2 separate regions of the Mus musculus genome follow, and region 1 is linked to region 2. A link is a contact called in public Hi-C data. All regions are on one chromosome and are shown on one strand. Each heading gives the region's core, a stretch centred on a gene start, on an enhancer-like site or on the middle of the called end of the contact. The rest is flanking DNA. Distances are from core to core; before and after follow the strand shown. Region 1 overlaps A730056A06Rik (RIKEN cDNA A730056A06 gene). Region 2 has its middle 65 kb from the start of Gm6567.

Region 1 (4,266 bases), core at 521-3,020, 290 kb before region 2:
CACACACCACAACCACACCACACACCAAATCCAGTAAAACCAAGTCCACAAAACAAAAACCCAGTATGTGTAGGAGAGACAGCAGATTCCCTCCTGCAGTTTCTCATCTTGCCCTTTGCAGCCCAGCTGTTTTACAAAGGAACAGCTTACTCATAATTCCCAAGCCGAAGATACTTCTAGTTGGAACATCTGACATCATGGCTAAACAAAGAAGTCATAAATTGTGAATGTATATAAAAAGAAAGTCTCCTAAGTGGGGCTTCTCTAAATTGTATGTGTCTTCCTGAGGGAGCAATCCATTCATCCATAAACATCAGCTGGCCAGGCAACACTGGAGGTGCCGGGGATAGAGCCCTGACAGAGACTAACATAAAGACAGTGTTCAGGTTGTACTGAGGTCTGAATACTTGTGAACTCGCCAAATTCACATGTTAAAACTAATTCCTTAAGTGACAGAATTAGGCACGAGGGAGGTGACTGGGTCATGAGTATAGAGCCAGGAACAAAGGATCGACACCTCTAAAAGAGGCCCCAGAGAGGTTCCTTGCCCCTCCCTACCATCTAGGAACAAGGAAGCCTTCATCGGGCACCCACTCTGCTGGTGCCCTGATCTGCAGCTTCTAAGCCTTCAGAGCCTTAAGTAGGTCATTCCTGTTGTTTTTAAGTCCCTTGGTGGATGGTGTTTTGTTATAGCTGCTCGAACAGACTAGGGCAGTGGTTCTCAACCTTCCCAATGCTAAAAGCCATCTTTTAGTACACAGTTCTTCACATTACGGTGACTTCAACCAGAAAATGATTTCATTGCTACTTCCTGACTGTAATTTTGCTGCTGATATGAATCCTAATGTAAATACCTGATAGGCAACCCCCAGAGGGGTCGTGACCCACAGGTTGAGAACTGCTGGACTATTTCCACAAGAAACAGAGCTGTAGCCCCCCATGGTGAGGGGGAAGGAAGCACATGCAGTGTGCTAGGGAAAGTGACACTGAAGATATAGTGAAGCTGCTGCGCTGTCCTTGCAGAACCATGCTCTACTTGGGGTACACAGCATGTTTAGCGAAAGTCACTGCCCTAAAGACTCAGGCTGCCTATGTGTTTGCCCCAAATGAGCCACTGGATCTGGATGCTTGACTTTGTCCCCATCCTCCCCACCACCCAAAGGCACAATAGCGTGGTAAGATCTGCACAATATCAAGCCAGCCAAATGTAGGGCATAGCTGGGGGCATGCCTCTCGCTGAGGAGCTGTTGAGAATTGGTAGCTACTGAGGAAGGAGAGTCAGTTTTCTTTGGCTGGGACACCGATAGACTGGCCGACTTCCAGTGAGTGGCCCTACACCCATGCTCATGATGGCAGTAGCAAGGAGACTCAATGGGTTTAAAAAAGAGTATACAATGCTGGAGGGACCAGTGAGGGGTGGGGACAGTAAAGGAAGAGTTGGAAGAGGAGATGGGATGGGCTTGATCAAAACGTATTCTATTCATGCATGACATTCTCAAAAACTAGATTTTAAAAAGCCACTCTAATCAAGGAGCTGTCGTTCTTGGGTTGATGGGTTTCCTCAGTTTCCCTCAGCTGAGCTGCTCCTCATCGTTTCTGTGGACTGTTCCTTCGGTTTGCAGCTCTCCACCAGTTCTCTTCTTCTTCATCCCTGCTTTCTTGGCCATTGCATCTGAATACTTATTAGATTTTGTTTCTTGACCCTCCCCTTCGACTGTCCCAAGCTGTCCTATTTATAGCTTGCAGCTGTTGGCAGAGCTGCAGTGTTAGCCTTTGGGGAGACGTCCATAGGCTGGGTTGCCTGTGAGTTGTCTGGGAACACAGGCTGAGGCGAAGGAGACACCCAGGCGAGCTTTTTCTCTCAGAATTTATGATGAAAAGTTGGATTTCTTGAGCCAGGAGTTTACGATGGACAACAGCCCTGTGTTTGTAATTTGCAGAAAGATGGGGACGGCACATTCCACTAAAGCAGGAACTGGCTAAACCCAGCTTTTTGACTCACAAATTAGTCAATAACTCTCTAGCAAAAATTAGAAATTGTGGCTTCAGTTAAAAATTGCTTCTGTTAAAGGAGGAGGAGGGAAGAAGAAGAAGAGGAGGAGGCAGCCAAAAATGGGATATTTGGGGCAAAATTTAAATAACAATTCTAAGAGTTTTGGGTTAAGTATTTTTCTTACAGAGCATGCATCTTAAGTCAGGTCATATAGTGTGCACATGGCTCTAGTAAGACAGATGCTGTGAAGGCGGTTAGTGCAGGGAGAGATGGATGGATACACCAGGCTGACTTTAGGTATAAATCATTCACACTTTACCCACGCGATAAGCGTATAGAATTTCGAAAATGTTGACTTCTAACGGGCTCCCAGGCGATCCGCAAGCTGTACCTTCCAAAGGCTCCTGCCCAAGGCCTGCAGTGGAGCCCGAAGGAGGGCTCGCCTCCTTACCCTGAAAAGCTATGGGGCTCGCCTTTTCTTTTTAACAGTATTGTCCCTGGTTCTATTGATTAACTTTGGATCTTTCTTCTCATGACCGCGGCTACCTTGTGCGTCCTCATCCTAACAGCGCCTGGAACCTTTCTCCTTCCCCACTTCCGTCTTTGGGACTTCGGCCCATCTTCACTTTCCGCTGCGTGGAGGCTCAGATGAAAACATGTGTTTCTGATGCTCTGTGTCTTGGCCTGGGAGGAGCCTGAGGGAAGGCTTTCCTATTCCAAATTTGTCTCAGACTTTAGCACGTCAAAACTCATTGCAGTCAAAGTCAGCAGCGTCCCAAACCTCCAGTTCGCTCATTGCCTGAGAAGCCCAAGGGGCTCCGGAGCAGGCTCCGTTCGTGGGTGGACCAGACAAGACAGTTTGATACAGCTGAAAAAACACGGCGGTAGAAAGAGTCTTGTCAAGCTTGGTCTTTGACTGCAGGGGAAGTGGCACTTTTTGTCACCAGTTAGTTATGTAACAATGCTCTTTCAATATTTAAAAATGTTCTCTCTTTTTGAAGCCTTTTTTTTTTTTTTTAGTTTTTTGAGACAGGGTTTCTCTGTGTAGCCCTGACTGTCCTGGAACTTACTCTGTAGACCAGGCTGGCCTCGTACTCAGAAATCCGCCTGCCTCTGCCTCCCAAGTGCTGGGATTAAAGGCGTGGGCCACCACTGCCCCGCTTGAAGCCTTTTTTAAACAAGAAAAAAGATGCCGTGCCCCCCCCCCCCCCAGAAGCTGATTAGTCATCAGCCCAGAGTCAAAGCTGGTTGAGCATAGATTTCTCTGTCTGCCAGCTACTACTGTCTCCTAGATGGCATGGACTGTGTACTGGGCTTATACTGGTGAATGTTGAGTATGTTGGCATCCATAGAGGGTTGTGGATGACTGAGAGAGGGACCCATCCCTGGGCCAGGGGTGGGGGGGGTGGGGTGAGGTTGTTGATATGCTGCTCATGTCGCCGGGACCAGGTTCTGGGGTGGTAGCTGTGGCTGACAGTGGCCAGACCAGGAGGTGAGGCATCAGGAGAACCGAGTTGGCATTCGAGCCTGACTTTTCAGCACCTCTGTCCTCTCTTTTAAAAAAGACCTAATAGGAGAAGATAGTTTCCAAGAATTCTAGCACAGAGAGTCCCTTAAAGAGCATGTTGGCCATCTCAGTTCTTTTTATAACATTCCTGTTAAGCTGCAGGGCAGGGCGCTACTCATCTGTGCCCTGGAGAGGATATCTGTGTGATGGCGGGTGGGGGTGGGGGTGGGCGATCCTGGCCAGAAAGACAGTCTAGTGACGGTCAGCCTTACCGGATCCACCTCCTCTTCTCATAGAGTAATACTGGAATGCCCTGTCTACACTCCCCAAGTGAAACTGATAGTTTAGACAACCTGCCCACCCATCTACAGACTGGCAGAGCTACACAGTGGTCCTAGCGCTCAGGAAGTGGGAGCAGCATCCGAGCTCAGGAATTTGAGACCAGACCAAACGGAAAAGCAACAGCCTCAAGAATCGCAAAGTGAGGCATGCATGAGAAAACATTTCACATGTAATAATGTCAATAATGAGTAGAAGGATTCTGCACTTCTGAGAAGCAATTTAATATTCACTCAACAATCTCCAAACTCTAACCATACCTGACCCTTTGTAATAGGGACTAAATATGTCTATTTGCACATAGTCATTGGACTATTGACAGTGCAGTATCTGTGGTTATGTGTTTGAACAACTACACTTACAAACAAAGAGGTGCGGAGAGGTATTGAAAGTGTCAGGATTGTCTGGAATGGTGAGAGACTCCTGA
Region 2 (4,145 bases), core at 1,374-3,873:
CTATTTCCCTCTTTCTCAGCTGTGAGTCTGTGGTCATCAATACCACAGCAAAAGTAGCTTCCTTGTCCTTTACAGTCAGAAGGGGCACAGAGCATGGACTTCCACATGGTTGGTCTCTGGTATCAGCATGTGTCACAGACTTCAGCATGGTCTCTGGTGGCAGTACAGACTGCCACGGACATCATCATGACCCTCTGCCACAGGATGTGTGATGATCACCATCCTAGCTCTTGGTGGCAACATAGGCTACAGACATCAACATGACTCCTGGCTGCAGGAGGACCACAGACCCAGACATAGCCCTTGCTAGCAGCGTGGACCCTGAACATCAACATGACTTCAGGCAGCAGCAGACTATACACATGGCCTTTGTGGTACTTCACTCCACAGACGTCAACATGGCTCCTGGCTGCTGTAGGACCTGGGACATCCAAATGAACCTTGGGCTTCAACACTATGTGGGCAGTGGACCACAGATCACAAAGTGACTTCCAGGGGCAGAATGGATCATAGAGGTCTTTTGAGGAAGTCAAATCCAGAAAATGAACCATTTTTCATCTTGGCTATCTGGTCATTGCTCAGAACCAGGGCGATTGTACAGTGGGGGCACCATATTTGAGGTCTGAGTCTATGCAAGCTCCAGGCTGCACATCACTCTGTCTGCCCTACTCAGCGACATGCTCTCCTGTCCACTGCAGCCATCTCTCACACCTGTCATTGCTGTCATGTCTCTACCTCCATCTCTCTCCACTGAGTAGACACCACTCATTTCCTCTAGCTCTTTCATCTTTCCATCACATACTCATTTGTTGAAATGCCATCAGAAACTGCAGTCTCTCTCTCTCTCTCTCTCTATATATATATATATATATATGTATATATATATATATATATATATACCCTCAAGCAGATTTACATGCAAATATTCATTGCAATAAACTGCTGGGCTGGTTCAAGGTTTCTGGTTTCTGAAGCACCATAAATACATAACCATTACTGAACCTAGGCTCACATACCCTGCTGTTGCATAGAGTCAGGCTGATGCTGTTGCTAGGCAGGGCATCTGGGGATAAGCAAATTTTAAATAAATGACTACAAATTTGAGAGATAGGAAGTACTTTGTGAATATTGTCTTTAAAAGAGATCATGTGACTCTTCCTGGGTTTACCTGGTTTTCATCTCCACTGGGCCATTCTACTGGGACATGGTCTCTTCAGAGGACCAAGCATTAAATAACAATAAAGGTGCTGAGCCTTAGAGATTGCTTGTTAGATGGGATGCGTCTGGATGCAGCTGAGTGTGTTATACACAGAAGTCAGGAAACATAAAAGATCAAATACAAATCAGGATGTCTAATGAACAAAAACCTGTCTTCAGACATACAGCGAGGAGCAGGTCAAAGGGGAATGGGGTTAACATACCCAGGACAAGGCAAGAGGAGGAAGAGCTGCATGCTTGGAAATGTGTAATTCGGTATGAGAGTAGTGTCTAATTCTGTATAAGGATAATGGTTTAGACACAGTTTCAAAGCAACACGGGTCCCAGCTCCTTCGACTCCTGGGCATCACACTTTGTGACTCCTTAACTTTATTCTATGGACCAGGCACAAGGCCTTTGACAGAGAGAGGCAATCCAACACACACCGGACCTGCTGAGCACATGGGCAGGGGACCGACGATGCGTGTACCTTGTCCTTCAGTTATGATAAGCCTTAAGGTATAGCAGGGAGCAGCCAGCCAGACCTGAGGGGAAACCACGTGGCTAAGCAACTTGACCCTGGAAGCTCCCCGTCTTTTTCTAGGCTAAAAGCTGAGGAGCTTTGAGTTGTGAGGAAAAGACCCACAGATCTGTAACTCCAATACCTAGGAATTCGACTGTTTTCCCCACACCTCTCTTCTCACTTCCACGTTCTAGGCTTTCACTGTTTCCCAAGCCAATAGCGTTCACCGTAGCAGTAATTTTGACTCAGGGTGGTGCTAGGGTTGGTGTAGGGCTTGACCCCAACCCTCAAGTGTGGGCTTTGACTGATGGGGGGGACTTTTCTGCCCTGGTCGCCATCACACGGCTTCCAGACAGGTCTCTTGGGTGGATGCTTCCTATGTAGCAGAGAGTGCTTCAAAGGGAGACACAATAAATTATGCCGGGGGCTCCCAACCCCAGCTGCCAAGGGCAGAGTCACAAGCCGCAGGCCTTGTTCTTTTAGAAGAATTCTGAGTCTCCCGGGTAAGGTTTCCTGTAAGTGTGGGTGTTCAGATGGCTTGTTTTGGTGATGTTTTTTGATACATGCAACTACTTCCAGAGGCTCAGAAATGACAGAGCCCTGCCAGCAAATCTTCACACTCGAGTAAATAATAGCACAAACGACTCCCGCAGCCCAGCAGTCGTTCTTTATGCTTGCATTCTCCAACGCCCTTTCCTCAGTCTCCAGTTCCAAGCTTGTTGAAGTTTCAGCAGGGAGGCGCTAGGCACAAAAATGTTCCAGAGTCGGCTTGGCTGAGGGCGACCCGCCCATGCAAGGACAGGGAATTCCAAGATAAACAGGCCGCGTTATCGCTCCAGACTTTGTTGGCACAGGGTACGGGTTTCCAGCCCCAGAACATATTTTGTGTGGATAATGGACAAGCAGTTACTGCGTAAACACATGAGGAGCTTGCAGGTGTTGTGTTCCTCGGTGTTTGCCAACCAGATGTTCTTCTGTGGGGCTTGCCTTTTGGCCCCCTCTGTGCCTGGAGCTGAAGCGAAATGTCACTCTTTTTCTCTCTGTCGGCGAAATAAAGCAATGTTCTTATGGGAGATGCCCCAAAATAAGAATAAGCTCTAGTTTTCTCCTGCAAATGATTCATGTGTTTGTGTGTGTTGTCTTTCCTTCTCTAGTCTCTCTCTCTCTCTCTCTCTCTCTTCCCTCCCTCCCCCCTCCCTCCCTCCCTCCCTCCCTTCCTCCCTCCCTCCTTCCCTCCCTCCCTTCCTCCCTCCCTCCTTCCCTCCCTCCCTCTTTCCTCCCCCCTCCCTCCCCCCCTTCCTCCCTTCATTTTTTCTCTCATGACACTTAGGGCAAGATGCTCCTATTAAATTAAGCATGTACATCTTCCCCATCTTCCCTTTTGTGAAGGAACCACTCTAGACTCCTTGGAAAGTTTCAGAGGTGACTTTAGATCTCCTGTGCTTTGGATTGGCTTAAGATGCAGCAGGTGTCCCACACAAGGTTTTAAAACAGGGTCAAAGGGTGAGCGCATGAGAGCCATGTCTGGTCAGCAAGTTTTCTCTCTTTGTGGCTAAGCCCGAGATACATCAGGGATCAGTCAGGAGAAGGCTGTGTGCCTTACAGTGCCGGGAAGGCTGAAGGAGGCAGAGTCACGAATGGACTTGCTCTTAGAAACTGAAATGTCATCAGAAACGACTGTGAAGTTCTCTCTCATGTGTCATTAACCTAGAAAGGTTCAATCTGGCTTTCATGGAAGGAGGCTTGGCCTGAGCTCTGGCTCAGAGCAGAGGCTCATGAAAACCGGTTGCAATTAAACCTCAAAAGTCCCTCAGGTAACATAAAGTGGGCCTCACTCCTCTACTCTACCTTCCACACTGAGTTAGCCTTGGGCAACTGGGCCTCAGCAGCTGGGTCTTCAGGTTCATCCTTGTCACTATGATCAGGACAAGGCAGCTGCAGCTGCCCTGGCTCTCGGCTTCTTCTTCAACTGACTACACAAGGAGGCAACCTCCAAGCCTCCAAGAGGTTAAAGGTTGATCATGGAAAATACAAAAAAAGTGGGGGTAGGGTTGGAGTGTGGAAGAGATCAAGCTGTACACTCAATTATGTAGTACTTGGAAAAGCACTTGAGGGTTAAGACCTTATTTGTTATTTTATTTGATCCTGGCTAACAACACCTTTTGTGATTATAAATTGCCATGGTTTCTAAAATACTTCCAAGAGCAAAATGTAGGAGGCAGGGAAATTAAGCTCTCTTTGCTGGTAAGTTCTGTGGGTCATATTGAGTTTATGTAACTGACCCAGTCATTTGCCAATCAGTTGCAAAGACAATCTGACTTGAAACTTTTAAGACCAATTCCAAAGCAGTTCCCAGAAACTCAAGGGGTTAATGGACTAGGAGGCACTGTTGATGTTTTATGGATAAGATTACCAAACATGGATT

What was found. Hi-C and Micro-C count contacts between places; a contact is called where the count stands out from the background.
Region 1: a contact with region 2 is called in a Hi-C map of uterus, with 2.2 times the contacts expected there. The contact joins two enhancer-like sites. A contact is called at or near these places in 1 of 39 promoter capture datasets (hippocampal neurons), 7 of 484 Hi-C or Micro-C datasets (cerebral cortex, cortical neurons, nephron progenitors and 1 more) and 1 of 115 datasets of contacts at active chromatin or transcription factors (heart atrium).

Annotation. Positions count from the first base shown.
Region 1 is chr7:73,324,910-73,329,175 of GRCm38.p6, reverse strand. The region is part of intron 1 of A730056A06Rik (RIKEN cDNA A730056A06 gene); the gene reads left to right. Among named protein-coding and RNA genes, the nearest start is that of 4930429H19Rik, 17 kb to the right of the region's middle. Within about 2 kb of position 1,770, at least 36 of the 459 cell types and tissues checked have an H3K27ac peak or open chromatin away from gene starts, as enhancers often do. A contact at or near this core is called in uterus, where this site is marked.
Region 2 is chr7:73,035,374-73,039,518 of GRCm38.p6, reverse strand. No RefSeq gene overlaps it. Among named protein-coding and RNA genes, the nearest start is that of Gm6567, 65 kb to the left of the region's middle. Within about 2 kb of position 2,623, at least 34 of the 459 cell types and tissues checked have an H3K27ac peak or open chromatin away from gene starts, as enhancers often do. A contact at or near this core is called in uterus, where this site is marked.